2 separate regions of the Danio rerio genome follow, and region 2 is linked to region 1. Evidence: chromatin contacts called from public Micro-C data. All regions are on one chromosome and are shown on one strand. The core of a region is the stretch at or near the end of the contact, and the rest is flanking DNA. Distances in the headings are between cores, read along the strand shown. Region 1 holds the start of gas1a (growth arrest-specific 1a). Region 2 has its middle 28 kb from the start of dapk1.

Evidence for each region. A called contact is a pair of places that touch in the nucleus more often than the background predicts.
Region 2: a contact with region 1 is called in a Micro-C map of caudal fin, with 13 times the contacts expected there. The contact joins the enhancer-like site here to the promoter of gas1a in region 1. A contact is called at or near these places in 2 of 18 Hi-C or Micro-C datasets (caudal fin and fibroblasts) and 2 of 4 datasets of contacts at active chromatin or transcription factors (caudal fin and embryo).

Annotation. Positions count from the first base shown.
Region 1 is chr5:45,369,348-45,375,350 of GRCz12tu, forward strand. It overlaps gas1a (growth arrest-specific 1a), which reads right to left and starts at 3,336. Exons shown (of 1, transcript NM_001111220.1): 1 at 749-3,336. The coding sequence starts at 3,085. The coding sequence ends at 2,303.
Region 2 is chr5:45,504,074-45,510,076 of GRCz12tu, forward strand. No RefSeq gene overlaps it. Among named protein-coding and RNA genes, the nearest start is that of dapk1, 28 kb to the right of the region's middle. Within about 2 kb of position 3,643, at least 10 of the 62 cell types and tissues checked have an H3K27ac peak or open chromatin away from gene starts, as enhancers often do. A contact at or near this core is called in caudal fin, where this site is marked.

The DNA of each region.
Region 1 (6,003 bases), core at 2,086-4,585:
GAGGGTAGTATTTAAATTCCTACACGCACCCCATAATCGTAGAAGTAAATAAATGGATCAGTAAGCCACGACAACACATATTTGTGTACATTTTAGAAAATTCAAGTTAAAATAATTGGTTAATCATGTTTCAACACCTTTTAAAGTTGTAAGCTGAAATGACTTGTAAGTTTAATTTGATTAAAAACTTCTTTATTTTTAAATCTAAGCAACTTTTTTTTTTGTTTTTCCACTCGTCGTCCATTACAGGACCTAAAAGGATCAGTCCACATTAAAAGCTTTAAACAAAACCTCTTAAAAGATAATGAACTTGACTTTTATGTTGTCCTGCTACTGTTTCTCTGTTAGTTTAGAAGAACTAATGTCTTACTTTATATTTGCAGTGGTGCTGTGCATACAAAGGCCTTAAAGCAAACACAGTGATTGAAAAATAAATAAACCTCTGTCTGTCTTGGCCCAGATGCAACACGGACACCCTGGGGAAAAGCCACTCACGCTTTTGTGTTCACATTCTAAAGATATCCAAATATCAGCGTTTATGTCTTCAGCAAACACTTCTGTTTGCTAAGTCGTGTGTCAGTGCTTCAAGCTCCTTATGCGTGTGATACTTAATCGGTTCCTGAAAAGCTCTGCTGCGCTAGCTAGCATTTTCTCAAATTAGCATCGCAATCCACACATGGAGTCAATACAGCGAATCGTCCTAATGATGTTGTGTCAATCATAAATAAATTACACATACTCGGTTTGAGTCTTTGTACTTTAGTTTTTATGCCTTCTATAAAAAAGAACATCACTGAGGCAGTCATACAGTGGATTTAGACATCTCTACACAGTAAATAGTTCATCTTAGATAACACATTTAAAAGATTCTCTGGAAATCTGTACACTGTACAATATCTTAAAAGACAAATAATTACAACAAACATTTAACTTCCCTTTAAAGCTGGAATCATCACCCTTTGTTTTACTTTTTAAACAAAAATAAAGTTCTCTGTTGTGAGTCTCTGGGTTTGGAGTTTTTTTTAGAAGATTTATCAAATGCAATATAGAGATCTACTCCTCATTCATTCCAGCAACACTTTTGTTTTTTACAGAAGTTACTTATCCAAAGTCTTTTGAAACTTTATAAAAAATACTTTACATATTTAAAAATCTAGTTTTACATTGGCAGTGCACAGTTTTATAATTACAACTTTCACTGTTAAAAGGTCTAGGTAACAAAATAAACTTTTCTTTCTATATCTTTAAGGAAATAAATTTGTATTTTACAAAATAGCACTTGAATAAGGCAAGCTAGTGTTTAAGGCAGTTGACTGACCTAAAATATTTTGTATCCCTGCTCTTAAATATCTTCAGAATCAGTACTTTATGCTGATCATAGACAATTACAATAGACAAGGCATTGTTTACCTGGGCCGAATCTGCAACAGTAAATTTGCATAGTGAATCAAAACACGTTTACAATGTGGTAATTTCCACATTCAACTAAATGTCACACAAAGTTTAACTTGTAATCTTTGGAGAAAAATCTGGTCAAGCTGTATTAACATTTACTCAGTAAAGCAACTTAAATCTATTTTTATTATTTGACATACTTTTTTGTTTGCTAGCAAATAATCCAACAGTAACTATTTTTGGATTTTAGTGGGTTCATAGGGCATCAGAATGCATGCATTACAGTGACGCGTAACTAATCCATTATTACTGACATGAAAAGTCAAATACATAGTAGAATCTACTGAACTGGTTACATTCTAATCTTTTAAATTAAATATGTATTTATTTATTTTTCTTCCAACAGTAGCCAATATGACTTGTCATTACACATTACTTTCAGTTGTTGGTAGTAGTAAAATTGCTACTTGCATTTGATAACTTTAGATTTTTAGTGGTACAAAAATTTACCACGCTTTATTATAGTAAAAGTGCAGTAACCATGCTTTTGTTGTGGTGGTTACAAGTAGTATGTGGTTTAGTTTTAACTACTAATACCGTGGTTAAACTTTAACAACTGAAGCAAACCATGGTGAATTTGTAGTCATCATGGTCAAACTACAATAGCTAGGTTTTGTTGTTATTGTTTATTTGTACCAACCATTCACTAATGAACGTCTAATCAAATAGAAAATTACGATATGCATGGGACTACTTAGTTTAAAATTTTAACAAAAGCTAAAAAGTGTTAAGGAATAAATGTTGACACAGCTTGCCGTGAAAGAACAGGAAAGCAGAAGAAAAAAAGGTAAAATGCACTATTCCCGAACAGCCGTTGGAGCAGATCATTATCTCGACTTCAAAGTGATCAAGGAAGCGGCACCAGAGCCAAAATGGATGCCACCACAGTCAAAACAGAGCATGCCACAAAAGCAGAACCTGTGTTCCTCGTGGGTTCTGGCTCTAGGTAATCCTCATCACCGGGCTCGTCATCGTCCAAACCGCTGGAGCCCTCCTCGTCCACGGGGGGAGAGTCAAAGCAAAGCGTTCTCATACTAGTTTTGATAAACTCGCATATAGTCCGCTCCGTTCCATCACACACGCAAGTATCCAGGAGTTGAGCTTTGGGGAGTTTGCGCATGTACGCGATGACATTGCGGCACTGGTTCGAGCAGCTGGAGCCGCTGAAGAGTTTCCCGCAGTGCACTAAATAATCGCCCATCGCGCTTCGGCACTGGCTGTCCTTCTCGCACTGGCGCCGGGCTTCGGTGCAGCCCATGTTGCTCGTTTTGGGCAGGCAAGGCTCGATGGCTCGTTTGATTTCCCGGCAGCGCGGGTCCTTGTTGCAGCTACAGTCCTCCAGCGCCGGGCCGCTCTTGGTCAGGTTGAGTTGCACCAGCGACGAGATGCAGTGACTCGGACACTTCCTCCTCTGGCCGTTCAGGATCGACTCGCAGGCGTGCAGATACTGATCATACGCGTAATGACACTCGGGCTCCGACTGGCAGTTAAATATCGCCTGCCAGCAAATCAACCGACCGCCGTGGTGGTTGGAGGAGGCGATGGAAAAACAGCAAAAACACACGAGCGCACACGCGAAAGGCCAAACGAATGCGCGCGCCCCCCGAACCAATTCTGCACAAGTTGCCATATCAAAATGTGTGATCGTTTGGCTGGCGTCAGGTCAGTTTCAAGCAGATATGTTTCATATTTCCATTGCATCTAGTGAGGGAAAATCCCTCAGCTTAGATCATGTTTGTGCAAGGTCCATCCGAATGTAAAAACTTTGTTCCACAATTGGTGAAGTTATGAAAATCTTTTCCAGTAATCCATGATTTTTTAAATTTAAAAAGTAAAAGAAGAATACTGATTTGCGGAAAGTGCTGCGAACTTGTTCACTCCATCTCCCCGGCTTGTGTCCGTGTGACAGCGCGGTGACTCCTCCGTTCACCTCCCGCTTTTCTTGCGGGCAGAAGTGAAGAGCTCACGAGTTCGCCTTCTCGCGTCTAGCGCTCACATACAAATGCGCTCGCAAGCCTCGATCCTCGCGCTTTCCCGATACATTCACGGGCGTGCGCTTGTCGTCCGTCATTAAGCACGCATCGGGACCCGGGCAGATAATAACACGGCGTTCAGATTCACACACTGGCCCCTTTCTGACCCGCTACTTTTGCTTTATCCATTCTACTCCTGCGGAAGTTTAAGGGATTCCTATTGGTCAGACCGTTTGTTGTTGCAAATCTCGACGTCAAGTTGGGGGCGGGATGATGGGGGTGGGGCGTGATGGGTCAGGAATGGTCTTTCTGAAAGGTTTGGATTACCTCAGAGCAGAAAGTGAGTTAGAAAAATCCCACTGTACTGTTGTTTCTCAGTCTTTGTTTCAAGTCTATATGGTCATGACGCGCGTATTTGGGCTCTCACATCACGGCTAATGATTTCTTGATTATGCATGACTGAGCATAGAGATTAAGTCCGAGAAACTTTTATTATTGTGTTTAAGAACTACCAGGAACTTTGTTGTTGAACAATATTGCACTTATAGTTTCATGAAGGTTTGCATAAAATAAGCTGAGACAAATTCAAGCATCTCTTTCTCTCTGTTTTGCGTGCAAACTGTAATGATTAAATGTTTTTGCAGGGATTTTAAATTGCTAAATTCGATGCAAATTCAAGGTAAGTGGATTTAGCCTGTCCAGGTTTGTCTTGAGCATTCGGATTGGCAACTTTAAAATGATTGGATAAATCGTCACCTTAGAATTATAAGGTTCTATCTGACATTTTTGTCAAAATTGAGTTATTGGCATATTCCTATTAAATGGCAACTTATTTACATTATGGGATTTTTTAAGACTGCTTGCTATGGAATGCAAAAAGTTTGAAGCTTAATACCTCGAAATCATTCAGAATGCAGATAGAACCTTATAATTCAAAGGTAACAAAATGTCAATAATAAGTATTATTATATTTTAAAACAACACAGAATTTTGTATAAATGCAGAACATAATCAAAAACAAAATGTTCAATTTTGGAGTCTCCATTAGTATATCTAGTTAATTTATATATGTTGGATGCATATCTTAATTAATATGAAAAAAAGTAGACCCCTGGTGAATAAAGGGACTAAGCTGAAGGAAAATGAATGAAAACAGTTTAATACATGAACACAATATTCCAAAATTACTCAGCACAACAGTTGTGTAAAGAAATCAAGACAGTTGCTTTAGCTATTAGAATATATAAAATAATAAGTCGTTATACTAAATAACATATATATTTTTTTTACAAGTGGATATGACAATAATCCAAAATCAAACAAAAAGTGCTCAGGGGTAGTTAAATTATGTGTCGGGGCTCTTTGGGAAAAAGGGATTCATCAGAATAAACAGCAAAAATTAGTCCAAGGCACTCAAAAAATGTGGAAAAAATATTAAAAAGCCTGCGTTTTTTAAGAATTAGCCATGTGAATAAAGGCTTTTTAATATATTTTCCACCTTTTTAAATGCCTTGAACTGGTTTTTGCTTTTTTATGGATGTGACAATAGTTTAAAGGACAGTGAAAAAATACAACATTTTCAAATGATAATTAGTATTTTGTGGTTTTACACTAATCATTAAACATGAATAGAGAATGGGTGGTATTAATTGGGTATCTCTTTTATAAATAATAGTTATAGATTAAAGTTTATAATGTAATGTCAGATAGATAGATCTTTAAGTCAGTTTCATACAGCTTTAGTTTAACTTCCTATGAACATAAAACACATACTGGTTTTCATAAAGGAAAGTAACAAACGTGTTGTGGAAAGTCAGTTTTCAGATGTTACTGCATTATGGATTTATTTCAACAGATATAGAATTACCTCAGCAACAGTTGACCTCTACTAAAATACAAAGCTAAATTATCACGGCAGATTTTATTTCATACATTTGCCTTCTTTCAGGCAAGATCTTATAAAAAATGAAATCTTATATTTCACAGTCCACTAATGGAAAATGCATTTTTGGGTAAATGTCATTTCAGCATGATCCAGGAGAGGAATGTGTTTGAAAATGATAGTTCCTGGCTGGCTGCACCGTGTCTAGTCGATTACAATAGAAAAAGACACGTTGGCCAAGAGCAGTAACATCAGCTCTGGGCTCAAATATAAAACGTAATGGTAAGCCATGAAAAAAAATAAAAGTGGACTCCTTACATGTAAAATGATAACATGCAAGTTCACACTTGAACATGAAAAGAGGGCATCCGCTGATGCTTATAGGCCAGAGGATCAGTGAATCCACCTTGCACAATGAGGGTTTGTGTTTCAAACACTGCTCTGGAGTCAGGAATGTACCTTTAGGCCACTGTGCACCTAGCTTCTGACCCTAAACAATGAACTCAACGTCAGTTACGGATGGTCAGATCTGACAATAATGTTTTCACAAACCAGCTCCAGGTGATGGATGATGGGAACTCTACACTCTGTGAGTCAAACGAGTGCACAATGAGTTGATCTAAAGATAATAGTATCCAACAAAGAAATAAACTTTATATCAAATTTGTTCTTGTAAATATGATGGCAAAATAA
Region 2 (6,003 bases), core at 2,393-4,892, 140 kb after region 1:
CTTAAACCAAAGGAGATAAACACGCGTTTCTTACAATTTTACTCTGACTTGTATACTTCAAAATGTAACAGCGACCACAATACTATGAATACATTTCTAGACGAATGTAACTTATCAAAAATCTCACATGAAGACTCGGAAATGCTTAATACAGATATCCAAGCCACAGAAATACAAAAGGCAATAGCCTCCCTTAAAAGCGGAAAATCACCTGGCCCTGATGGTATGCCGGTCGAACTTTATAAAAAATTTAGTAATATCCTTATACCATTTCTCCACAGAATGTACAACCAAGCCCAACTAGACAGCACCCTGCCACCAACATTAACTCAAGCTACAATCACTGTTATCCATAAAAAGGGAAAAGATGAGCTAAACGTTGGCTCATATCGTCCAATTTCCCTATTAAACATAGATTATAAAATATATGCAAAAATCCTGGCCAATAGACTAACCCCTTTAATGAATACAATAGTTCACAGCGATCAAACTGGCTTTATATCAAATAGATCCTCATCGTCTAATTTACGACGTCTGTTTGATATCTTATACACTGACAGGAAAACTCACAACGATCTAGCCATATTGACTCTCGACGCTGAGAAGGCATTTGATCAGATAGAGTGGGAATATCTGTTTGAAGTACTTAAACGACTTAATTTAGGTGAAAGGTTCATTAAATGGATAAGACTTTTATACACAAACCCCAAAGCTCAAATTCATACAAACCGCAATTTGTCTTCCTCATTTCATCTGTTCAGAGGAACACGACAAGGATGCCCCCTGTCAGCTCTAATTTTCGCTCTGGCTATTGAACCACTTGCACAAAGTATACGTTTAGACCCCCAAATATATGGTTATCAGACAAAGACCACAACAAATAAAATTTCGCTATATGCAGATGATATTTTGTTGTATGTGACCAAACCTCTCCTCTCTATACCATCCATTCTTGAAAAAATTGAAATGTTTGGGAAATTCTCAGGATACCAGATAAATTGGACAAAGAGTTCACTAATGCCAGTTCATGACATTCCTCAAACAACGTTAGCAAGGTTCCCCTTTAAGGTTACCAATGACAAATTCACATATCTGGGTATAGAGGTTACAAAGAAACTTTCCTCTCTCATGCAATCTAATTTTCCACCTCTATTGGAAAAACTTAAAAATAAAATTCAGTTTTGGAAAACCTTACCAATATCACTACTTGGGAGGATAAATGCAATCAAAATGATCTTTTTGCCTCAAGTACTTTACTTGTTCCAAAATATTCCGATTTTCTTAACAAAATCCTTTTTCAAGAAAATCGATTCAATTATTCAACCATTTCTATGGGATTATAAAACTCCAAGAATTAGCAAAAAACATTTAACCAAATCTAAAATGAACGGAGGTCTATCCCTCCCAAATTTCATGATGTATTATTGGGCGTGTGCTTTGAAAAATATTAACTCCTTTAACATCACTTCTAACACTCTCCCCATTTGGTTAGCTATTGAAATGGAAGACTGTGATCCATATTTACCTGCTGCCCTAGTACTTTCACCTTTACCACTTGACAAAACAAAGGACATTCAAAATCCGATCATACATAATTTGTTTCGTATATGGAGACAAATTAAATCACACTTTACCCACAAGACGCTGCCTCTTTCTTTACCAATTGCTAAAAATCCATCCTTTCCCCCTTCTAATTTAGATCTGACGTTTACTAATTGGAGGAAATTAGGATTATGTTGTATCCGTGACCTGTATATTGAGGGTAAATTTGCTTCCTTTGCACAATTGCAAACAAAGTTCAAATTACATAACAATAATTTCTTTAGATATCTACAGGTTAGAGATTACATTCAAAAATTAATGCCAGATTTCGATACACAACCACAATCTATGCTTGATGAATGTTGCACCATATCCCCATATAAAAATAAATTTATCTCTAATATATATAACAAATTACAAACAATATCCCCCCCCTCATCCAATAAATACAAGGATAGCTGGGAGAAAGACATGGGTACCCATATTCCCGATGACATCTGGGAAGAATCTTTGGAACACATACACTCATGCTCCTATAATACGAGACATCGTCTTATACAATTCAAAATTATACATAGGCTTCACTTTTCAAAAGTAAAGATCCACAACATTTTCCCAAACGCTTTATCCAGCTGTGATAAATGTCAGTCCCCTAATGCAACACTTTTCCATGCTTTTTTTTCTTGCCCGAAGGTCACAAACTACTGGTCTGATGTATTTAATGTATTGTCAAGAATTTTTAAGACTACACTATCACCTGATCCATTGTTGATTATTCTTGGCACATCAAAGCTATTTAGAAAATTTACTTCAGCTCAACAGCGGTTCATTTCCTACTCTCTTATAACTGCAAAAAAATTACTTTTGATGTCATGGAAAGGACCAACGATACCGACTGACAAAATGTGGCTTCGAGATCTCTCCAATACTTTACATTTAGAAAGAATTAGATATTTGGTGAAGGACAATCTCTCAGGTTTTTATAATATTTGGCAACCCTTCATAGACTTCTTACAATCAGTATCTGTATAAACACGCATTTTCCTCCATTTTTTTTATATATAAACTCTTATTGTACTTCTTGCTACAAAATTGTATTCTACTTCCACACTGTTTGTCTTTTCTGCTTTGTTTTGTATGTATATTCAAACAAAAAATATTCGAGCCTTTTTTGTATTGTTGATTGAAATTGTATAATATATATATACGCTCAATAAAGAGAAAGAAAAAAAAAAAATTAAAACTTGTAGTAACAGTGCTCATCATTTTTGGTGGGTGCAACAAGATTTTGGCTGGTGCGGCTACATTTGTGAAGTTAGGAGCACCTGTGCTACCAAGCAAAAAGGTTCATTTCACACCCTGTATCGTCAACAGGACTCTTTCAGTTTTTGAAGACAGACCTAAGTCAAAATGAATGAAGTTACTAAGTATATATCACTACAACAGCTCAGATAAAAGTAACGCACAAAGTAACGCAAAAGTAATGTAACGCAATGGGGGGTAACTTAATATTGTATTGCTAATACTCAGAACAGTATATAATTAGGACGAGAGAAACAGAATGCAAGTTCTGTTTCAGAAACGTATGCATGTCTGACACTTCACACCTAGGCCACCGAAGGCCAAGGGCTGCGTTAGCTGTGATATCTGTGTTAGCTGTAATAACTGTGTTAGGCCTGTCACTACAAGCTCATCTCTCTCCTTACTTTCCCCTTATAGCTGCTTTTCCCAAACAGGAAACTCCAAAGGCTTAGGTGAAGTGCCTGATTCCCTTGGGATCAATCTCAAATCACGCTTTAACTCCTTCTCCTCGAATCCCATACTGCATTTCAGACTTTAAACATCTGGCGAGTTTAAGTGAAGTAACAGCCCTGCCATCTCGCTTGTACTGAGATCATACACAGATCATTATCATACAGTCTAGACTCCAGCTACTTCACAAACAGGCCTTTCAAGTAAACGCTTTGGATTTTATCCTGGTATAAAAGCATGCTAGATCACCTCTGTTGTGTACTTTAAATCTAATTGCTGCCATACAGGAAGCCTGATGCATGGAGATGGGAATAATGTCAGGAATGCAGATGATGGCGAGCGGAAAAACAAACAAACAGCCAGCGAGTTATTATATGTTGCGTCATTAGCGGCCTACGCGTGACTCCGTCTCATTAGGCTTGACATGGAAAAGGGGGAGAGGAGGAAGAGGAGGTGTTTCCAGAGCCTCATTAATGTGTCAGGTGCAAGGCAAAGCCTCCTCTGTGAGGAAAGAAATAATGAGGCATTATTACAGCTGAGATGTTAACAGACTTGCTGCTGCTGGTATTAAAGGTTGTCAACATTTTCAGCACCAGCCCATAAGCTTAAAAAGAAAATTCCCTCAAAACTGAAAATTCTGTCATCATTTACTCATGGGTTGAAAACAAATGAAGATATTCTGAAGAATGTTGCAACTGCTACCCATTAAGTTAGATAGTAGGAATAAACAAAAAAAAACTATTTATTATAACAAATACTATGGATGTGGCTTTCAGTTTTTAACATTCTTCAAAATATCTTCTTTTGTGTTTAAAAGAGAATAAAGTCAGAAAAAAGAAAATTATTATTAATTGTAAAACTGTGCAAATGTACATCTCCCGTGTGTAACATTATTATTGTTGTCGTTTATTTTATTTTTAGGCTACTAAATAATGAATCCTGCTTAAACTATAGGCTGGTTGGCTGGTTTTAGCTGGTCGACCAGCCTGGTTTTAGAAATTTCCAGGCTGGTTTCAGCTGGACATAGCTGGTTTTGGCTGGGCTACCATCCTTGCTAGGCTGATCAAGCTGGTTTTAGCATCTCCCAGCCTAACCAGCTACTACCAGGCTGGAAATAGTTGGAAACCAACCCAGAAATGGCCAGAACCCCTCTAAAAAAGACTAGTTGACCAGCTAAAACAGCAAACCAGCCTAGGCAGGGAAATGGAAGCCCCTTCATTGTAGTTAAGTCAAAATATAAGAGTTTGATTCATTTGCTAAATGTTTTAATCACTTTAAGCATTTCCTTTAAATTATCATTTATTTGTATTTATCTTATCTTAATGCTGTTGTGTTTTAGTGTGTTAAAAATGTTGTGTGGTATAGTGTAAACTGACTGGTACTTCAAGATGTTAATAGAGGCAGAAACAGCTGTCCAAGCCAAACTATGTTGTGAGCTCATTATTGTAGGATTTGGGTCTCTGAAGTCTTGACAGTGTGAATGAGCAACTGCTTTATACAGTAACGTCAGCTGACTGACCTCACAGCCTTCATTGCATCATCTCTGCCTATCAGCTATGCCCTTTCAACGTTGATGAAATTGCTAAGATGTTTATTAGTTAAGCTAGGCTTTGTTCAGCTGCAATCAAACAAGTGTTTACCATAATTAGGGTGCGGGTGGGGGTTGTATGTACCATTTATTTACATTACAAGGTGCTGTATGCATTTAAACAGGACTTTGGATCCATGTGTCCTGATTAATGAGGTAAAAAGGCTTTGCGGCCTCTGCTCTTCTGGTTCATTGCAGAGCTCAATGGTTTATCTGAATACGAGCGCCCTCTAGTGGAGAACAAAACACTTACAAGATTCAAATATGATAAACTGTGTACTACCCCATATGTGTGTCTGAATATAAAGTATATTTGGTCGTTGCCTCCGTAATATTAGCTTTGGATTGATGGATGGATGGATGGATGGATGGATGGATGGATGGATGGATAGATAGGCTTTTGTTGCTTGTTCAAACAACTTATATAAAATAATCTGAAATAACACAATTCTTGAGATTTCGTAGGGACAACTTAATTGTTTTATGTTTTGTCCACTTAAATTTGCAAAAACGAATGTTACTTAACTCTTTCATGTTATACCAACACAAATCAATTGTGTGGAACCCAGCATTTTTTTACAGTGTGATGGATGGGTGGATGGATGGATGGATGGATATGTTACCACAAAACAAGTCCAGCTGGCAGTAGAATATCTATTCAATAGAATAACTTGACATGCTTTATTTGAACTTTAAAATAATTAAGAGCAGTCATGAACAGATTGTTTTCTTAAATGAGCACAAGTTCTCTGCAGTTTTATCATTCACTGAATGTATAATGTTTCAGTACACTTTCAGTCAAATACAATTTATGCAATATGTCAAATCTTTAAACAGAAGTGGGGAAATTCTGTGGGAAATCGGCAAACCTGGCAACATTTGCTGGTTTGTAATGTTTATACTTGTATTACAAATCATTGGAATTTTTTTAATGGTTTCTATTATTCATTTTTATATATATTTTTATTATTTTTTTTTTTAAACACCACATGGAATTTAACAGAATAAAACAAGGCTGTGAGGTATACTCATAGGATTTGCAGTGCCAGGTTATTTTATTTAGTAGATGATTTTATCTAAAGTGATTTACAAGTGAGGATAAAGGAAACACTTCAAATCAA